Linked DNA regions of Rattus norvegicus: region 1 is linked to region 2. The links are chromatin contacts, called in public Hi-C maps. All regions are on one chromosome and are shown on one strand. The core of a region is the stretch at or near the end of the contact, and the rest is flanking DNA. Distances in the headings are between cores, read along the strand shown. Region 1 overlaps Tgfbrap1 (transforming growth factor, beta receptor associated protein 1). Region 2 has its middle 67 kb from the start of Mrps9.

Region 1 (5,077 bases), core at 364-2,863, 150 kb before region 2:
TAACATGGGGCAAGTGGTGCAAACTCCATTAAAACTTTTCGGTGGACTTTGATTCGATTATGTAGCTGGTGAATTCCGTTCTGAAGAAAGCAGGACCGCACTGAGCATCCTTGTTAGCTTTAGTTGGGGGTCGCCACAGCATTGAAGATTTAGATTTTGAAGTATTTGCATGTACAAAGGGAGATGTCTTGGACATAAGACCCAAGCATAAGCTAAATTTGTCTTGCACAAATAGCATGAAAATAATTTTTATAAGTCTGTGCTCAAAATCAAGTTGGATAGTTTGGAATTTTCCACATTTAGCATCATCTCAAATTTTGAAAATTCAGATTTGGCACATTTGGGTTTTCAGATTTATTTCTCAAAAAATTATAGAATTTATAGCTTTCTGTACTATATCATTCTTTATTCAAAATGCTCAGGGCCCGAATTGTTTTAGATTTTAGAGTTTTTCAGATTTTGAAGTAGCATAGGAAGCTAGAGCCTCCCCAGTCAGCTGTCCAGTTGAAAGCCCAAAATCCAGGTTGTACTGTCAACATGCTTGTGAATGCTCAAATTATAGATTTTCATGTGGGGACAGTTCATCCTGTGTGTTCTGAAAATTATGAGAAATCAAGTAAGAAAACAAGCATTTTCTAAGCGAATTCTGCAAGATACATAATATTCTAGCTCTACGCTTGGTTTTGTTTTATTTCCTTTCAGTTGTGGGTGAACATTGTGAATGGGGACATCCAGGACTCCACACGCTCAGACCTGTATGAATACATCGTTGATTTTCTTACCTACTGCCTAGACCAAGAGCTGGTGTGGACCCATGCTGACTGGCTGTTGCAGAAAAGCCAGGAGGTTCGTGTTTCATAAATGGATCTCTTAGGAATGGCTGCTAGAAATCTGACACCAAAGCTCCCCCCAGCTTTAGGTGGAAGAGAAAAAAGCTGCATTCGGTCTCCCCCTGTTTTACTCTGTGCCCCTTTTATTGCCTTCCTTTGAGCATAAGCAAAATGTAGTCTGCTGTGCTGAGGTTTCTGCAGAAGCCTCTCCCTGCAGAGCGCTCTCATGCCCCTGGTATTCTGAGAACACTCCTGCAGTTCCCCCTTCACTTGCCAGGGAACAGAAGTCTGCATTTTGTTCTCTGGGATGGGTACAGGTTCTTACTCTACACAGACTGGCCTTTTGCAAGAGGTGGCTCAGATCTGGGCCACACCGTCCTCTTCTGCTTCTGAGAGGCTGTGGACATGGAGGTGTCAAGTGTCATGAACATGACCTGGCTCATCTTGGAGGCTGAGAGAGGACAACAGTAAAAGCCGCTGTGGGCTCTTGGCTCTACAGCAGCGGTTCTCAACTTTCCTAATGCTGTGATCCTTTAATACAGTTCTTCATGTTGTGGTTGACCCCCAACCATAAAATTATTACATTGCTACTTCCCAACTGTAACTTTGCTACTGTTATGAATCATAATATTAAATATCAGATATCCATGATATCTGATAGGCAACTCCCAAAGGGGTCCCGAACTACAGGTTGAGAACCCTTGCTCTAGAGCCAGGCAGCATGCTCAGGACAGAGGGACAGAGACCTTAAGGAGGCTCCACAAGTTACCAGGACTAAGGCAGCAGGCATAGCAGATCCATTTCCTTGGCTTCCTTGGTAGAGATAAGATCAGACCCTGATGCAGGGTAGGACAGAGCAGGGCGGACTCCTGTTATCCATCCCACTTCCTAAGCTAGGTCAGAGTCCCTATTCCTCTCATACTGAAACATTTAAAACTGCATTTATGTATTTATTTGTGTGTGTTTGTGCACATACATGTATATACATATGCCATACTGTATGTGTGGCAGTCAGAAGACAGTTAAGGTTCTCACTTTCCACTGCATGTATCTCAGGGATTGAACTCAAATAGTCAAGTTAGCAGGAAGGACTTTGCCTCCTAAGCCTGCTCCCTGGCCCTTGCATTCATCTTTTATGTCTGGGCATATACCTACAGAATGTACCTGCACATGTTCCTACAGTGCAGATACAGTGTCATTGAAAGGTTTGGGTCCTTTCCATTTACAGAGTTATCTCAGCCAAACACACAGAATTATTCTGTGTGTCACCCTCCACGTGACCTCTGTCATCTCTTGGAGGTCGTGGTTCACAGATGGGGTTAACAGATTCTTTCAAGGTCATGTAGGCAAGCAGAACCAAGAAACAGTCCAACCTGTAGCTGTGTTACGGGTCTCATGTTTGGGGTTCACAGGGTATGTGAGCATGTGTGCATACACACATGTGAGCAAGCAACAGTACACATGTCAGTGCAGGGAGAACCCAACAAGGTGTAATAGCACAACTGATCCGGGGGCTCCGCATGGCAGGCATCGATCAGAAGGCAACCTGGAAGCTGTCAGGGACTACACGCTCAGAAGGCAGATTAGCCCAGCACAGTAAATAATCTACTAGTCAGACAGCATTCAGAGAGCCGAGAGCACACTGTGAGTTTTCATACTTTCTGGATTTTCTCACTTGATCTTTGCAAGAAACAGCCTCTATTTGGGATCATCTTAATAGTGCCAGCGTTTGTTGCATGGCTGTCAAAGTCTGTTACCAGTGACTGCTCCACTTGTTAGTGTCCAGCCATCTTAAAAGAAATCCCGGCAGTGTGTGGGGAGGGTTGCTTAGTGCCTCTTTCCTGTCCGTGGCATACGCTTTGTTTGGTCTTTCTTGCTGGACCATTTTTTCCTCCATGTTTTTGAGATAAGTGTGACATATGAGAAGTTGTACCTGCTTATCAGTGCATCCTGCATGATGGTTGTAGCCAAAACATGACTGTTAAGTGGCCAAAAGAAAGACCAAGAAACTGAATTGCTGCTCTTTCTGCAGGTTGGAGTTCAGGTTTTCACCAAGAGACCTTTGGACGAGCAGCAGCAAACTAGTTTTAATCCAGACGACATTATTAGTTGCCTTAAGAAATACCCTAAAGCCCTGGTTAAGTATCTGGAACATCTCGTTATCGACAGGAGATTGCAGGTGAGCACACAGCCTAACAGAAGGTCTGTGGCTGCGGTGTCACTGACAGCCTAGGAGAGGGAACCTGACTGTCACTTTTGGGGCAGGTCTCACTCCCTGGTCACTCAGTCTGCCTGTTGATTATTCGAGGCCGTGTGAGCCTTAGTGACAGAGACCCGGAGGGAGCAGAAGTAGATGCTCTACCTCAAGACTCATCTCTACTCCGCCTTCCTCCTCGCTTTGTTATTGTCCCCACAGGGAATGGGAGAAGCTGTGTCATTTACAGAATACCTAAAGCCTTTTTCTCCCGGGTGTCCCTGACATGCGTTAATCATCTTTCCATCATTGTGACAAAATATCCGAGGCAATTAACTTGTGAAGAGCAGAGGAGTTTACCCCACAGTTTTTCAGTCTGTGACAGATTGTCCCATTCTTTTTTATTAGGTTTCTTAGCAGAAAAAGGCAGTGTTGTATCCAGAAAGTCAAGAGGGCAGGGTAGGGTCCCCCTCCTTCCCATTGACCACATCCCTCCCAGGCTCCACCCCCACCCCCAGTAGCTGTCCCATGGGGACTTTGAACACATGGGCTTTGGGAACACATTTAGCATCCGAGCTATAGCAGTACAGACTATAATATCCCTCTGTGTTGGGGTTCCTGGGAGGTCTCCAGTCCCTGAGGGTATCCTGTCCACTGTATTCGAGAATCTGCCTCCCTCATGTAAACACTGTCTGGTGCATCCCTGATTCCCACAGAAAGAAGAGTACCACACCCACCTTGCCCTCCTCTACCTGGAGGAAGTGCTTCGGCAGAGGGCACCCACTGGAGGCAAGGATGTAGAAGCCACCGAGACACAGGCCAAACTCCGCAGGCTGCTCCAGAAGTCTGACTTGTACCGTGTCCACTTGTTGAAAGGTGAGGATAAACTTGGCATCCCAGTGAGAGACTTCTGTGGGACCGAGCGAGCCTTTGTCCCAGAGTGCAGTGTTTGGGTTCCATAGGGTGATTCCTTGAGCCCCTTTCCTCAGAGCTGTCCTGATGGGTTTTGGACTGAGCTGTAAAACACATCATTTATGATTCACCTTCTACTGGCTTTGGTACCTTCCTCACTCTGTATCCCTGGGGTGGCACCTGCACCCCATAGGCCCCCAGATCTGCTGTGTTCCAGCCCCTTAAGAGAAATGTCATAGTCCAAGCATAGAATCTGCAGCTCCCATCTCCATTTTACCTCTGTCTGTGCCCTAATATGGCAACCTCTTAGCAATTATTTGCTGACATTTAATTTACTGTAGGACAGGGGTGGAGCCTGTGTGCTGTGGCATCTGTGCCTGTGTCTGTACTTGACACAGGCGATACAGCCAGCCCTTTACTCCCTCACCCCCAGGCTGGCGATATCTGCCTCGGGCATTAGGTCAGATACCAGTGCCTATCACTTTGTATTAACCTTGGCACTGAACTGAGAGTTGTCCTGGGAATATCCATTGCAGAGGGTAAGAACTCGTGTTGTCCTCTATTTCGCAGCCCACAGGAGAGCAAAGTGACCTGGTCAGTAAGACTCAGCCCATCAGCCCGCTAAGGGCGAGCCTTGATCAGGTCTGACACTGCCCCTAGGCTGTGCCATATTCTGGAAGCCTAACTACAGGGGGAACAAAAGAAAAGTTTTTATTTCTGTTCCAGAAACTTGTTAGATAATACAGATAGGATTCTTTTAAATACCTTGAACCCACATTCCTTTCAATGAAGCATGTTTTAAGTTGGAATAAAGGGGTTGAGCATAGCTTTTACAGTAAAGCGGATATTTGAATTTTTTCATAGATTCTGCATCTGCATATCCAACCAACTGTGACTTACATATCATATTATGTTAACCATACTTCACTGTATCCTAAGTCATCAGAGGTGATGTCAAGTGTATAGTGTTACTCAAAAATACTGCAAGGGATTTGGGGGCCTTTCCAGGAGGGTCTTCATTCTGGTCCTCCTGAAGACATGGAGAGACAGTCATTCCCCTGCGTGTTAGTCATAAGATTCTATAGTGGGAAGGTGGAGCATTGTAACTGCAGACAAGAGCCAAGGCTTTGGTGATGCTTTA
Region 2 (4,462 bases), core at 869-3,368:
GGGATAAGCTAAGATCCTGGGCAATTTTGTTTTCTTTCTCCGTTCAGTAATCTTGTTTTGAATCCTAACGTTACAGTTCCGAGTCTCTGAGAGCAGAGTGGCCTCTGTCCACTATTACTCATTATCCTACCTGTGACACCACTCAGTTTTTCTCTTCTCCGCTCTTACCGGAAGGACTTCCTATGATGGAGTCACTACTAGGATCTACTTACACCCTATGTCTTACTTAGGGTTTTACTGCTGTGAAGAGACACCATGACCAAGGCAACTCTTACAAAGGCAAACATTTAATCGGGGCTGGCTCAGAGTTTCAGAAGTTTATCATCGGTTTTCATCATGACAGGGAGCATAGCAGACATGGTTCTGGAGGAGCTGAGAGCTCTACATCTTAATTCAAAAGCAGCCAGGAGGAGACTGCCTTCCACAGGCAGCCCTGGGGGTGGGGGGAGGTCTGTCAGGCTGGCCAGACTTGAGCACGTATGTGAGACCTCAAAGCCCTGCCTCCTGAGTTACATGCTTCCTCTAACAAGGCCACACTTCCTCCAATGAGGCCACACCTCCTAACAGTGCCACTTCCCATGGGCCAAGCATATTCAAATCACCACAGCCTGCATTCTGGTTTGAGCATTGCCAGGAATGGGTGCTTCCGGTAGATCCTTCTGAGAATCTCAGGATCCTTCTGAGAGAAGCAATATGCTTAAGCCAATGGTTCTCAACCTTTCACACAGTTTCTCATGCTGTGGAGATCCCCAACCGTAAAGTTATTTTTGTTGCTACTTCATAACTGTAATGTTGCTACTGTTGTGAATTGTTATGTAAATGTTTGATACACAAGATTTCTGATACTAAACCCCCAAAAGGTTGTAGTCCACAGGTTGAGAACTTCTGGCCTAAATGAACCTGGAGGGCATTAGAATAAGTGAAATGAGCCAGCATTGGAAAGACAAGCCTTGCACATTGTCCTCCTTCATGAGGACAAAAAAGAATACTGACCTCAGAAGTTGGCCATAGAATGGAGGGCTGGGGGAGTTTGGCCGATGGCTGCTAAGTTACAGTTAGATAGGCTTAAGTTCTAAGGTTCTTTTGTGCAATATGGTGACCACAGCTAGAGAGTAACAAACCATGCATTTTAAAAATAGCTAGAAGAGTTTTGAAATTTCTTGCCATAACAATCATAGAAGTTTAAGAGTTAGAGACAAGGATTTATTAGAAAAATAGAGAAGCAAAATATAAACCATTCACCTGTTCATAAAAGGATAGAGGAGAGAGGGAGAGGGGAAGGGAGGAAGAAAGAAAGGCAATCACCTTGGCAGCCTGGACACCATGCCAGGCTGGGTAGTGGGGGGCTAGGCAGAGCTGGGCACAGTGGCCTAGGCCTTTAGTCCCAGCACCTGGGAGGCAGAGGTAGGTAGATCTCTGAGTTTGAGGCCAGCCTGGTCTACAAAGTGGGTTCCAAGACAACTAAGACTACACAGAGAAACAGTCTCAAACCACTACCACCCCAAAAGGAAAAAGGAAGGAAGTCAGCCAGCAAGCTGATCTAGTCACCCTGTGATCTGCATTGAGACTGAGCATCCCTGAACACCCGGGTTTTGTATGACCACCACCCTCTTCTGCTCGGAAGGGGTGTCTGAAGCTCTCAGCAGTTGCCTTCATCTAATTTCAATCAAATGCCTTCTATGTTTCCTCTCCACCCCACTTTTTGGTACATTTAGAGAGCTGACAAGTGGTTCAGATCATCGATCAAACACAGTTATGAAATGACGACTGATGTCCAGTGGTTGTCATTCTGGGGACTGCACCGGTTAGAGGTGGAAGAAGTGCACACCAGACTTACCCAAGCGCTCTTCTGAGGGAGGGGCTTCTTAAGCCCCAGACGCTTGGCTGCAAATCTTTCTAACCGGTTATGTCTTTCATTAGGATTTAACGGTGAGACAATTTCAGGTACAAATGAAAGCATAAAGAGAGAAATGAGAATTTATGAGTGTTTCTGAGGTGGGAGGATTTGGAAAGACAATGCATACAGCCGACATTGTTAGAAGGCACACAGTGCCCAGGGATCACTGTGCTCCCATGTAGGAGGCCGACATCCCTTCTTCACGGCCAGGCCGTTCAGCTGCTGATTCTGTTGTACACTGCTCCATCTTGTGGCTAAATGAGGGTACTAATTAGGATGCTACTATTTCCCACATAGAAAAACCAGTGCACAGTAGCCGTTCCCGCATCTGTGAAGATACATTCCGGGACCCCACTGCATACCTGAGTGTGAATGGTAACAAACCACATATGCTTTTTACTAAAAAAATTATATAATAGAACGATTACAGTATTCTGTAATTAAAGGCCCATGAATGTTCTAATGTTCTCTCACTCCCTCCTCCCCGCCCCTCTTCCTCCTCCCTCCCCACTCCCTCTCCCTCTCCATCCCTGGGTGTTGTCTATCTGAATTCACAGAATTAGCACTCACTCTAGCACCTCAGGGCCACTGTTAAATAAGATGAGTGTTACTTGGATAGCAGCCCTTGTGCTATCAGTTCAGTTGTTGACCTAATAACTGGCATGGCTACCAAGAAACTTGTATTGTACACAGCATGAGTATGCTGGACATAGGAGCGGCTCCTTCCAACCAGAACATCGTGATGCAGTTCACCAAGCTCCTCAGAGAGGAATGAATTTTAAAATGTGTGAAATGTTTACTTCAACCTAACATTTTTAGACCACAGTTCCGCTCCGATAACTTACACAGTGGAATGCGGACTCTCAGAATGAGGGGAACTACCATATTCTATAATGCTTAACAAATTATGTGACTCTTTAAAGAATTCAAACCAAGGACCCAGTTGGTACAGCACTTGGCTGGCATGAACAGAGTCCTCGGTTCAATCCACAGCACTGCATAATGGTGCACCCCCATAAACTCAGAATGCAGGGTAGAAGCAGGAGGATCAGACATTCAAGGTCATCTACGGCTACACACAGGGTTGGAGCCCAGCCTGGGCTTTATGAGATCCTGACACACACACACACACACACACACACACACACACACACACACACACACACATATCCATCAATTCAAACAACTATGAACAAGATGTATAAACTTCTAAACATATATAACGGGGAAAGCAAGCTTTTAAATCATTCATAATCCTATAGTCTATAGCGACACCTGCACACATGTATCTTAGAAGCCAAATGCAGCCACGTGTGTACTTTATTAAGTAAGAATGTATTTAAGAATAGCAATTCTCTTTAAGTATTTATTTTTATATGTATAAATGTTTGCCTGCATGTATGTTTGTGAGCCATGTGTGCACATTGCCCAAGATGACCAGAAGAGGCCATCAGATCCCCGAGAACAGGAGTTAGTAGTTTGGTAGTCTTTATGTGGGTGCTTGGAATAGAGTCCAGCTCTTCTGGAAGACCAGCCAGTGCTGCTCTTAACTAGACACTTCTCCCCTTCTGTTTTGGCTTCAGTGAATCGCTATCTTGATTCAAGGAGATTCAGTAGGGTGAGCTGACAACTGACTAAATTTCATGGTAATTTAGGTTAAGTAGCCACTGGATAGACAGGAATCTCTTGTTAAAGGGACTACGGGAAATTACCAATAGGAGCCCAAATCCAAATTCAATGTTTTCACAGCAATTTTTACTGACAATGGTTTTTTTCATCTCCACCCACTGGCCTTGCGTTGGTCCATTGTGTTTACTTACCATGTTGCTTGCCTGGGAATGGATTTGGTTGCAACAGCTGGATCAAATGTCTGAGACATTTAACCATGTGGTTCCCATCCTGGGGATTGTATTTGTTTGGTCAATACAGATCATTACAGCGCCTGGTTTGGTCTTGGAATCCCAAGCCGCTTCTCTTGTCTCCTGAGTGTTGGGGCTACAGATGCTCACCGCACCTGCCTCCCCTGAGAACACTTACTCATGAAAGTAGTGTTCCTCAGGGATTCAGGGGAGAAGACCACAACTTTCCTTACAAAGCCTCCAGGTAACGCTGGTGGGCATTAACTAAGGTTATCCCTGAGCTTCACTGACAGATAACTTCAATTAAAAAAAAAAAAGTCCTGCTCTTTCTAATTGGCCTGGTTTTCTCCATTGCTACAAATTCTCCCAGTTTTCCCTCCACCTAGAAAAAGACTATAATTCGGCTGTGATCACAATATGCGTTGTATAATTTATCACGCTGGTGGTTATTGGCAGGGTCCACCAACTTTCAGGGTTGGGGTAACAACCTTCAGATAAATCAAGAATCCCTTCCTCTTGATTTTGAGACTGGCTTTCAAATCAATCCAATTTGTTTTGATCAATCAATTAAGCCAATCTGTCCCCTTCTCAGCCTCAACTGTTAGTATTGTGGTCTAAGCCACCATCAGCTGTGACCTGGTACAAGTGACCTGTTTTGTGAGCTCCTAGATTCCTTCAGTCCCCTGTTCCCTAAAACAAGCAGGAG

What was found. A called contact is a pair of places that touch in the nucleus more often than the background predicts.
Region 1: a Hi-C map of psoas muscle shows a contact between it and region 2, with 4 times the contacts expected there. The contact joins two enhancer-like sites. A contact is called at or near these places in 12 of 12 Hi-C or Micro-C datasets (the A7r5 cell line, the Rat2 cell line, Schwann cells and 7 more) and 1 of 1 datasets of contacts at active chromatin or transcription factors (oligodendrocytes).

What each region holds. Positions count from the first base shown.
Region 1 is chr9:52,818,032-52,823,108 of GRCr8, reverse strand. It overlaps Tgfbrap1 (transforming growth factor, beta receptor associated protein 1), which reads left to right. Exons shown (of 12, transcript NM_001393981.1): 8 at 703-846; 9 at 2,863-3,009; 10 at 3,741-3,900. Among named protein-coding and RNA genes, the nearest start is that of Gpr45, 22 kb to the right of the region's middle. Within about 2 kb of position 1,613, at least 1 of the 93 cell types and tissues checked has an H3K27ac peak or open chromatin away from gene starts, as enhancers often do.
Region 2 is chr9:52,670,702-52,675,163 of GRCr8, reverse strand. No RefSeq gene overlaps it. Among named protein-coding and RNA genes, the nearest start is that of Mrps9, 67 kb to the right of the region's middle. Within about 2 kb of position 2,118, at least 3 of the 93 cell types and tissues checked have an H3K27ac peak or open chromatin away from gene starts, as enhancers often do.